Linked DNA regions of Pan troglodytes: region 1 is linked to region 2. Evidence: chromatin contacts called from public Hi-C data. All regions are on one chromosome and are shown on one strand. The core of a region is the stretch at or near the end of the contact, and the rest is flanking DNA. Distances in the headings are between cores, read along the strand shown.

The links. Hi-C and Micro-C count contacts between places; a contact is called where the count stands out from the background.
Region 1: a contact with region 2 is called in a Hi-C map of induced pluripotent stem cells, with 1.7 times the contacts expected there. The contact joins the promoter of SOWAHA here to the promoter of IL13 in region 2. A contact is called at or near these places in 2 of 7 Hi-C or Micro-C datasets (blood and induced pluripotent stem cells).

The regions. Positions count from the first base shown.
Region 1 is chr4:130,570,006-130,575,554 of NHGRI_mPanTro3-v2.0_pri, forward strand. SOWAHA (sosondowah ankyrin repeat domain family member A) reads left to right here and starts at 1,401. Exons shown (of 1, transcript XM_003310814.5): 1 at 1,401-4,945. The coding sequence starts at 1,776. The coding sequence ends at 3,425.
Region 2 is chr4:130,413,244-130,419,156 of NHGRI_mPanTro3-v2.0_pri, forward strand. It overlaps IL13 (interleukin 13), which reads left to right and starts at 3,145. Exons shown (of 4, transcript NM_001008992.1): 1 at 3,145-3,276; 2 at 4,334-4,387; 3 at 4,640-4,744; 4 at 5,091-5,198. The coding sequence starts at 3,145. The coding sequence ends at 5,198.

The DNA.
Region 1 (5,549 bases), core at 151-2,650, 160 kb after region 2:
ATCATTCCTTCACAGACAAGAAAGCTGAGGCACAGAGAAGTCAAGGCATTTGCCCAAGGTAGAGCCAGAACTCAAGTGTAGAATGTTGACTCCAGAGTCTTGTTTTCTTAGCTACTACAATATGCTGCTTCTGGTTAGATATATTTGTAGTACTGCAATTATTTATTTATTTATGAGACAGGGCTTGCTCTTGTCATCCAGGCTGGAGTGCAGTGGCACCATCTCAGCTCACTGCAACCTCCACCTCCCGGGTTCAAGCGATTCACCTGCCTCAGCCTCCGGAGTAGCTGGGATTACAGGTGCGTGCCATCACACCCAGCTAATTTTTGTATTTTTAAGTAGAGACGGATTTCACCATGATGGCCAGGCTGGTCTCAAACTCCTGACCTCAGATCATCCGCCCAACTCAGCCTCCCAAAGTGCTGGGATTAGAGGCGTGAGCCATCGCGCCCGGCCTGCATTTTAAATTAAGGAACTGATTCTACCTCTGTCAGGCAGTTCCCTCAACTAGAAACCTCTTCCCCATCTACATAACTCCCTGATCTCCTTCAAGTCCTTGTTTAAATGTCACTTTCACAACGAGTACTATCCTGACTGCCCAGATCAAAATTGCAACCTGACCCTCATCCGTTTTACCCCGCTGTGCTTTTTTCATAGCATTTATTTAGTATATCATATAGTTTTCGGATTCACCATATGCTTCTGTTCTCCTCCAACATATGAGCCCCACTAGGTCACGGGTTTTTAAATCTGTCTTGCTAACTGATGCATCTTAGCCAAAAAAAAAAAAAAAAAAAAAAAAAAAAGTCCTGGCACAAACTACGTGCTCAATACCTATCTGTGGAACAAACGAAGGTTTAAAACCATGGCATGACTCCACATTGCTTTCTTACTTTAAAGCATAAACATACATACACACATGGGAGAGAGGGAGAGGATATTTCAAAATGTTAATGGTGATTTCAAGTGATTTTTTTCCTTCTTTATGTTTTCCTCTGTTTTCCTGTTATGTTTATGTTTCCTGTGGTTTTATACCCCAAATCCTACGTGAAAATGTATTCTCTTACCATGAGAAAATTGCTTTTGAAAACGTCTCTCTAAACCTAGAGTTACGTGCATTGCCGCGCAGAGTGAATTGGTTTTGCTGTAAATCTCATGAAGCCGTTTTCTTGCATGAAACACAGTAAAAAACAAAAACAAAAAACTGGAGTGGTATTGACGACCTTTTAAAAAAAAAAGATTGTTCTGAAATCATCGCTTGGTGTTTTGCAGTGGTTAAATGTTTATTAAAGGAATAAAAATCCATTCCTCCTTGGCGGACCGCGGCGTCCCTAGGGAACACACCCACCTAGCAACCGAGACCAGAGCTGGAGCGCTGCGCCTTTAATTCCGGGGCGGGCGGGGGGCGGCGGGAATTTCTGCTCCGGCTCCCTCTGCATCGCGGGGGCAGCTGTCACCTGTAAGGCGAGCGCGGCGCGGGGGATGGAAGCAGGCGCCCATTGGACAGAATACAAAGGCAGAAACCTACCCCGAAGGCCGGGGCCCGGCGGGGCGCTGGGGGTGGGCGCTCCCCGCGGCCCCCGGCGCCCTTCGCCCCGAGACGCCCCGGCCCAGCGGCACCGGCGCGACCGAGGTCCAGCTTCGGGGACACGCCCGGCTGGCCGCGGGGAAGGCACCAGGTGAGCGCGGCCGCGCCTCCCGGAACCCCGCTCGCGCGCGTCCCGCGGCGACGCGGCGCCCACCCGCCCCGGGAGCCAGGAACCCAGGGCCCCACCATGGCGCTGGCCGCCGCCGCCGCCGCTGCGGCTGCCGGGGTGAGCCAGGCGGCGGTGCTGGGCTTCCTGCAGGAGCACGGGGGGAAGGTGCGCAACTCCGAGCTGCTGAGTCGCTTCAAGCCGCTGCTCGATGCCGGCGACCCGCGGGGCCGCGCCGCTCGCAGGGACCGCTTCAAGCAGTTCGTCAACAACGTGGCGGTGGTGAAGGAGGTCGACGGCGTCAAGTTCGTGGTGCTGAGGAAGAAGCCCCGGCCCCTGGAGCCCGAGCCCGCACCCTTCGGCCCCCCGGGGGCAGCGGCCCAGCCGTCGAAACCCACTTCGACGGTCTTGCCGCGGAGCGCCTCTGCCCCGGGAGCTCCGCCCTTGGTCCCGGTGCCGCGGCCAGTGGAGCCGCCAGGGGACCTGGGTCTGCCAACAGAGCCACAGGACACCCCGGGGGGGCCGGCCTCCGAGCCCGCTCAGCCGCCCGGGGAGCGGTCCGCCGACCCACCGCTTCCAGCCCTTGAGCTAGCCCAGGCCACCGAGAGACTCTCCGCAGACGCGGCCCCACCGCCTAGGGCCCCTTCTGAGGCGGCATCGCCCTGCTCTGATCCGCCAGACGCGGAGCCCGGGCCCGGGGCAGCGAAAGGGCCGCCGCAGCAGAAGCCCTGTATGCTGCCCGTGCGCTGCGTCCCGGCCCCCGCCACGCTCCGCCTCCGGGCGGAGGAGCCGGGCCTGCGCCGGCAGCTGTCGGAGGAGCCGAGCCCGCGGAGCTCCCCTCTGCTGCTGAGGCGGCTCTCGGTGGAAGAGTCCGGTCTGGGCCTCGGCCTGGGCCCGGGCCGCTCCCCGCACCTGAGGCGCCTGTCGCGCGCCGGCCCGCGTCTGCTGAGCCCTGACGCCGAGGAGGTGCCCGCCGCGCCGCCGCCGTCCGCGGTGCCCCTGGAGCCGTCCGAGCACGAGTGGCTCGTGCGGACTGCCGGGGGCCGCTGGACCCACCAGCTGCACGGGCTGCTGCTGCGCGACCGCGGCCTGGCGGCCAAGCGCGACTTCATGTCTGGCTTCACGGCCCTGCATTGGGCCGCCAAGAGCGGCGACGGCGAGATGGCGCTGCAGCTGGTGGAGGTCGCGCGGCGCAGTGGCGCACCAGTCGACGTGAACGCACGCTCCCACGGCGGCTACACGCCGCTGCACCTGGCTGCGCTGCACGGCCACGAGGACGCTGCCGTGCTGCTGGTGGTGCGTCTGGGTGCCCAGGTGCACGTGCGTGATCACAGCGGGCGTCGCGCCTACCAGTACCTGCGGCCCGGCTCCTCGTACGCGCTGCGCCGCCTTCTTGGCGATCCAGGCCTGCGAGGCACCACGGAGCCAGATGCGACCGGTGGTGGAAGTGGCAGTCTTGCTGCCAGGCGCCCCGTACAGGTGGCCGCCACCATCCTCAGTTCCACCACCAGTGCATTTCTGGGCGTCCTGGCTGACGACCTCATGCTCCAGGACCTGGCCCGAGGCTTGAAGAAGTCGAGCTCCTTCAGCAAGTTCTTGAGCGCCTCGCCCATGGCTCCACGTAAAAAGACAAAGATCCGCGGTGGTCTGCCAGCCTTCTCAGAAATCTCTCGTCGACCTACTCCGGGGCCTTTAGCTGGTCTAGTGCCCAGTTTGCCTCCAACAACCTGAAGGTCCCTGGGGCTACCACCTGGTTGATTTATCGTGGCCTGCTCGTCGCAGTCCAAACCCGCCCAAGACTGCAGCCCAATCAACGCCTGGAGCCTCATTCTGTTTCCAGCTTTGTCCAGGGCAGCCTGTTTTACCCAGATGGGCCTGCACCTCCAGCTTCTTTCTGAAGCATGACCCATCTCCAGAGGTGGGATTTGAGAAATCAGTGAGAGCTTCCTATAAAGAACTCCAGGAGACAGGCCTGAACTCTAGAGGGAACTTGAAATCCAGGGTCAAAGGTTAAGGGGCAGCAGCTGGTCTGGCCCCTGAAAGCCTTCACCTGATGCCTCTGCAGCTACACAATCCCAAGACAGAACTAGAGCAAGGGTCTCTTTAAATGTTGAAAGATGTTAGGTTGTCAGCTTTAAGATATGTGGTGGTTTTGTAATTTGATGCTTTTATTCTGTTTTTAAATTGAAATGAGGTAATGCAACTTTCGTAATAACCTTTTGGAATTATATTTTTCCACTTTTAGGCAAAGTGCTTAGACATTTTCAATTTTTTTTTGCTAAATACTTTGGAATTCTATTTAAAAAATAGATGATCAAGATCTAAAGGAAATTAATCCCAACCAACAAACTTAAAAGTTTATCTACCTCGTTTTAGGCAATCAAGATTCTGGAGAGTCTTGAACACAGAATAACGATTGTGACCATTATGAATGTAACTAATTTCAGTTGTACTGTGAATGCTAAATATTTGCAAACAAGTACATCTTGAAAGTAAAGGTGACTTAGAGAAAAGAGACATTTTGACAGATACTTTTAATTTGTGGTTGTCTCCATCATGAAATATAAACGTGTTTGGCACTTGTGGGTGGCTGTTTTGATTTGGCATGACTACTTAATTTTTTTAAAAAATTGTGGTTTGTGAATTGCACCTTTGTGCCATGTTTCTGAATCTGGTTTTCAAATCCAGTGGAGCCTTTCAGTGAAATAGGTGACTATTAAAAGAAAAAAGTAATAGTATTATGACAGAAAAATGAGCGATTAAATAGTAATGGATACAATTAAGGAGCAACTATTTTATATGACTGTTCTGTACAAACAAAAAGTATGTAATACCCATTTTAAAAAACCATTTGAAAGTAGACAACTTATTCCAAAATAGCAAATGCAGAATCTCTGCTCAGTGAGCTTGGATGAGTGGCTTAACTTCTCTGGGCCTTTGTTCCTATCTGTAAATGAGAAAGTTTGTAGATATTGCCAAGATTTCCCAGGCTCAATACAGTGTAATTATTTTGTTTTAAAGATATGAAATCTATTTACTCAACCAATTTTTTAAATGTCATATTGTGATAATGCTCTGCTTTTGCAAATTGTGTTTGCATGTCATTAGTTATATCAAATAGTTTTGTGGCATGGGGTAGTGGAGCTTCCCTCCCCACCCCCATATGTATCAGTGAAGCCTTTGAAATTACTTAAGGCAGTCTTTCATGGAATGTTTTGATTGAGCAATGAAATAAACAGTCCTCCATTTTGTTTCTGCTTGAGTGGTGATGTACTTCCCTTAAAAATTCTACAGTTTTTGCTATTGTATTTTTCTTTTCTTTTTATCTAATTTCTTTTCCTTCATTCTTCTGCCTCTTTCAAGCATTCTGTTATTGAAAGAAGTTGGATTGCTCTGCAAAGTAAAGGAGTCAACCACACATGGATATCGTAATGGCGAACTGTAGATAAATGTGGGCCCTGATGTGACCTTCCCACCTTCCTTGCCTGGAACTCTGCATAAATTATTTTAAAATGCAAATTAAATATTCTGCCTCGCCGAAAAATTGTGGGAGACACAATTATAGCAATTGGAGTAGCTGACAGTCTAGAAAACAGAATAAAATACTAGAGATTTTCCATGGTAAAAGAGACACCTGACTCAGACAGGGCCTCAGACAAAGGTCACAGACACAGGTATGACCTGCCTTGATAAAGACAACATTTAAACCAGCAAAGTAGTAATAACAATAACTAATGTTTATTGGACACTTAAATCAGAGGAGGGTCATTTGAACTGCCAGAAGAATCTATGTGTTTCAGAAGAGTGTGCTGCAAGCCTTCCAAGTGAAGTAAAACATTTAGCAAGAGTTTAGGA
Region 2 (5,913 bases), core at 1,895-4,394:
CCGACCCCTCCTCTTCTTCCTCCTCGGCCTGCTCAACGTGAAGACAGTGACGCTGAAGACCTTTGTGATGTTCCACCTCCACTTAATGAATAGGAAATACATTTTTTCCTCCTTCCTTGTGATTTTCTTAACAACCTTTTTTTTTTTTAAGACGGAGTCTCACACTGTCACTCAGGCTGGAGTGCAGTGGCGCGATTTCGGCACACTGCAAGCTCCGCCTCCCGGGTTCACGCCATTCTCCTGCCTCAGCCTCCCGAGTAGCTGGGACTACAGGCGCCCACCACCACGCCTGGCTAATTTTTTTGTATTTTTAGTAGAGACGGGGTTTCACCGTGTTAGCCAGGACGGTCTCAATCTTCTGACCTCGTGATCCGCCCATCTCGGCCTCCCAAAGTACTGGGATTACAGGCGTGAGCCACCGTGCCCGGCCTATAAACAACCTTTAAAAGACAGTAAGGGACACAGTAGGGCAGTAAGTGCCTCACTCACAAGAGGAGCAGCAATGCCAGAGGCCCATAGAGCACGGATTCCCAGCGCTGCCGTTTTACATAATCAGCCTTCTTGATTTTTAAAATTATCTGCATTCGTAACTTTCCTAAAAATAAAAATCTAAAAAATTAAATCGTTTCACTTACAAAAACAACTCTCTCAGGCCTTACTCCCTCTGACTGGGCATCATGTCTTTGCCAACGGAGACCCAGAGTCCAGAGAAACCCGAAAAAGCAACCCCAGCTTTCCCAGGATGAGCTGGTCGGGAGGAAGGGAGGTCCCAATCCCAGCGCTTCGGGGCCAGAGCAAAGCGGAGAGGCTCCCCATGGCCATAAGCGGGCGTCCCACGCAGCGCATTGCAGGCAGGTGCGAGCCACATGCGCCAAGTGCCCGGAGCGGCCCTTTGGTAGTTAGTGTTAATTAAAATTACCCGCACGGGAGTGGATCCCCGCTGACAATCTAGAAACAAGCAACAGACCCTCTGATGTAGCCATCTGTGCCGCGCCTCTCCGCACAGCCCGCCACGCCTTGGTCCCTGGAGACCACCCTCCAGGGCAGGGGCTGCCGCTCGGCCGGGCCCGCGGGGTCCCTCGGCCTGACATGGCCGGTGCTGGAGCGGCACGTGCGCGCCTCGGCCCCTCGGCCGCTCCCGCCCCTCGCCGGTGCGCACCGGCGCTCGGGGAGCCGCTGGCCCGGGTGTCCAGCCGGCCCTTGCCCTGCCTGGCGCTCGGACCGCCACCTTTGCCGCCCCCTCGCCAGCCTCCGCAGCTTCCAGACTGGCCGGTCTGCGCGCCCACCCCTGCCTCCCGGACCGGCCACAGCCGGAGGCCGCGGAGGAGGGCCCGGCCGCGCAGATCCCGCTTATCGGGCCCATCTCCCGTTACATAAGGCCACCCCCCTATCTCCGCGGGCCATCGCCGCCGCAACCGCCGCGCCAGCGCCTTCTCCCACGCGCGGGGGCGCCCCTGCCCACCGCTCCCGGCAGGGCTTTTGGTGGCCATGGGGGATAACGCGCGTTGACTCACCCGGGCGGGGCTCCGGGAGTTGCACAGACCAAGGTAGTTCCCCGCTCCTTCCCCCATCACGGAGACCCTGTGGGAGATGCCGTGGGCCCTCTACTACAGATTAGGAAACAGGCCCGTAGAGGGGTCACCCGGCCAAGTAGCGGCTCTCCAGGCACTGGGGGCCCTCGAGGGGAAGGGGCAGACTTCTGGGAGTCAGAGCCAGCAGCTGGGCTGGGAAGCTTCGAGTGTGGACAGAGAGGGTGGGAATGACGTTCCCTGTGGGAAGAGAGGGTGGGCAAGCCTGGGATGCCTCTGAGCGGGAATCCAGCATGCCTTGTGAGGAGGGTCACAAGCACACCCTTGTGAGGAGGTTGAGCCCCATCGAGGACAGGACGGAGGGAGCCTGAGCAGGCAGAGAGGGGGCCTGGGGAGGCGCTGGTTCGGGGAGGAAGTGGGTAGGGGAGAAATCTTGACATCAACACCCAACAGGCAAATGCCGTGGCCTCTGCTGTGGGGGTTTCTGGAGGACTTCTAGGAAAATGAGGGAAGAGCAGGAAAAGGCGACATGGCTGCAGGGGCCAGTCCCAGGAGCCGCCCTCCACAGCACTCATTCTGCAGAAGGGAAATTTGAGGCCCCCAGATGGCAGGGGTTGATCCTGCAGAGACTGGTGAGCAAAGGGGATCACCCCAAGCCCCAGTGGCACTAGGAACACTTACAATCTCTGACCTGGACTAAGGCTGCCAGCCTGGCCCAGTTAAGAGTTTCCCAGAAGGATGGCCCATACACTTTAAATTAAAGGGGCCAGACACGTGCACACTACTTCCAGCCACTCTGGAAGCTGAGGTGGGGGGATCGCTTGAGTCTGGGAGTTGGAGGCCAGCCTAGGCAGGCAACATAGTAAGACCCCATCTCCAAAAAAACAAAACAAAACAAAACAAAAAACACCAAAAAAGGTCCCAGAAAGACCTCTGAATCTTTCTGGATCTCTCAGTGGAGACCTGGAAATCTGAACTTTGACAATCCCTCTCACAGTGGGGCCAAGGAGGAATTAGGCAAGCCAAAAGAAGTGAACTTTGCTCTTCTATTGCCTGTTTGAATTTTGTATCCAAGCAAGTGTTACTTAAGTAATTTAAGAGACTGGTTCATCGAAAAAATAAAACTCCCCAAATTCCCATAGCTGGTAGACTGTGGTCACAGCCACAGTGCACTAAGACTATCTGCTCAGCACTTCTGGTGACCCAAAAGGGTCTGAGGACAGGAGCTCAGAGTTGGGTCAGCTGTCCAGGTACTCAGGGTTGTCACAGGCAAAACTGCTGGAACTCAGGGCAGCATTGCAAATGCCACGCCGCTCTCAGGGCCCCTTGCCTGCCGCTGGAATTAAACCCACCCAGATCTTGGAAACTCTGCCCTGGACCCTTCTCAATAAGTCCATGAGAAATCAAACTCTTTCCTTTAAGCGACACTGGATTTTCCACAAAGTAAAATCAAGATGAGTAAAGATGTGGTTTCTAGATAGTGCCTGAAAAAGCAGAGACCATGGTGTCAGGCGTCACCACTTGGGCCTATAAAAGCTGCCACAAGACGCCAAGGCCACAAGCCACCCAGCCTATGCGTCCGCTCCTCAATCCTCTCCTGTTGGCACTGGGCCTCATGGCACTTTTGTTGACCACGGTCATTGCTCTCACTTGCCTTGGCGGCTTTGCCTCCCCAGGCCCTGTGCCTCCCTCTACAGCCCTCAGGGAGCTCATTGAGGAGCTGGTCAACATCACCCAGAACCAGAAGGTGAGTGTCGGCTAGCCAGGGTCCTAGCTATGAGGGCTCCAGGGTGGGTGATTCCCAAGATGAGGTCATGAGCAGGCTGGGCCTGGTCCTAAGATGCCTGTAGGTCAGGAAAAATCTCCATGGACCAAGGCCCGGCCCAGCCATGAGGGAGAGAGGAGCTGGGCTGGGGGGCTCAGCACTGTGGATGGACCTATGAAGGTGTCTGGCAGACTCCCCAGGGACTACCTGCTCTCCTGGCCTGGCCTTGTCTGCCACTGCCAGCTCCTACTCAGCCATTCCTGAACAGAGGACAGCAGAGAAGGGCCAGCACCCTCCCAGAACCATGTGGCATTTGCCAACTGGATTTGGACCATAACAATGCAGCCATTCTCCCCAGCACCGTAATAGGCCCGCCCTTACAGGAGGATTCGTTAGTAGAGTCCGCTCCTTGCCCCACTAGTAACAGCTCACATGTCTGAGCACTGCTTACACCAGGCCTGGTGCACGTGCTTTATGTGTCATTTCATCACTGCCAGCCACCTCAAGAGGCAGGTACGATGAACCCATTCTGCTAAGGTTCAGTGAGGTTAAGTGACAGAGGCTGGATTCAAGCCAGGCCTGGCCAACACCAGAGTGTCCATGCTCCTAACTGCAGTGTTCCCTCACCATCAGAAGGCAGGGCATTTAATACACCAGATCCCCACCACCTCCCATCTGATTTGTCTTGGTCAACAGTGGCCCAGGCCACTCCTACTTCACTCGTCCCCACCCTGGCCCTTCCCGCAGGCCCCTGTCCTCCTGCCCTGACTATGGCAAGCCTTGCATGCAGCTTGTCCCTTACTAGTGGTATCAATTTTTTTCTCTCAGCTCCAAGACCCTAAACCGTGGGACCTCACCCCTATGCCTGCTGTTCAAAGCAGAAAACGAAGCTCAGGAATGCTGAGGGGCTGCCAGGCCTGCCTCTGTGCCACACCAGGGATGCTTGTGGGGCCTGTGCTGGTGCAGACCTGGCCTGGGCTGCCAGGGCAGGCCCACAACCCCTGCCAGCACTCTGCTCACTGTCACTTTGCTCCCACAGGCTCCGCTCTGCAATGGCAGCATGGTATGGAGCATCAACCTGACAGCTGGCGTGGTAAGGACCTTTGGGTGCAGGGAGGATGGGGCAGAGGCTCCAGGCCTTGGGCTTATCTTCTCTGAGCCTCCCTTCCATGGCTGGGGTCCCAAGCAAGCTTCAAGTGCTCTCCTCCCTCCCGCCATAATCTGGCCCCTTCCCGCCCACCACCCAGACTCACCTGCACCAGGCATCTCAGCCCCATCTTCCTGCAGACTCACAAAAGGCAGCTGCCCAAGCAGGGCCTGACCCCTCGGTGTCCCCTCCCCACAGTACTGTGCAGCCCTGGAATCCCTGATCAACGTGTCAGGCTGCAGTGCCATCGAGAAGACCCAGAGGATGCTGAGCGGATTCTGCCCGCACAAGGTCTCAGCTGGGGTAAGGCATCCCCCACCCTCTCACGCCCACCCTGCACCCCCTCCTGCCAACCCTGGGCTCACTGAAGGGAAGCTGGCTGAATATCCATGGTGTGTGTCCACCCAGGGGTGGGGCCATTGTGGCAGCAGGGACGTGGCCTTCGGGATTTACAGGATCTGGGCTCAAGGGCTCCTAACTCCTACCTGGGCCTCAATTTCCACATCTGTACAGTAGAGGTACTAACAGTACCCACCTCATGGGGACTTCCGTGAGGACTGAATGAGACAGTCCCTGGAAAGCCCCTGGTTTGTGCGAGTCGTCCCGGCCTCTGGCGTTCCACTCATGTGCTGGCCTCTTTGTCCTGCAGCAGTTTTCCAGCTTGCATGTCCGAGACACCAAAATCGAGGTGGCCCAGTTTGTAAAGGACCTGCTCTTACATTTAAAGAAACTTTTTCGCGAGGGACGGTTCAACTGAAACTTCGAAAGCATCATTATTTGCAGAGACAGGACCTGACTATTGAAGTTGCAGATTCATTTTTCTTTCTGATGTCAAAAATGTCTTGGGTAGGCGGGAAGGAGGGTTAGGGAGGGGTAAAATTCCTTAGCTTAGACCTCAGCCTGTGCTGCCTGTCTTCAGCCTAGCCGACCCCAGCCTTCCCCTTGCCCAGGGCTCAGCCTGGTGGGCCTCCTCTGTCCAGGGCCCTGAGCTCGGTGGACCCAGGGATGACATGTCCCTACACCCCTCCCCTGCCCTAGAGCACACTGTAGCATTACAGTGGGTGCCCCCCTTGCCAGACATGTGGTGGGAGAGGGACCCACTTCACACACAGGCAACTGAGGCAGACAGCAGCTCAGGCACACTTCTTCTTGGCCTTATTTATTATTGTGTGTTATTTAAATGAGTGTGTTTGTCAGCGTTGGGGATTGGGGAAGACTGTGGCTGCTGGCACTTGGAGCCAAGGGTTCAGAGACTCAGGGCCCCAGCACTAAAGCAGTGGACACCAGGAGTCCCTGGTAATAAGTACTGTGTACAGAATTCTGCTACCTCACTGGGGTCCTGGGGCCTCGGAGCCTCATCCGAGGCAGGGTCAGGAGAGGGGCAGAACAGCCGCTCCTGTCTGCCAGCCAGCAGCCAGCTCTCAGCCAACGAGTAATTTATTGTTTTTCCTTGTATTTAAATATTAAATATG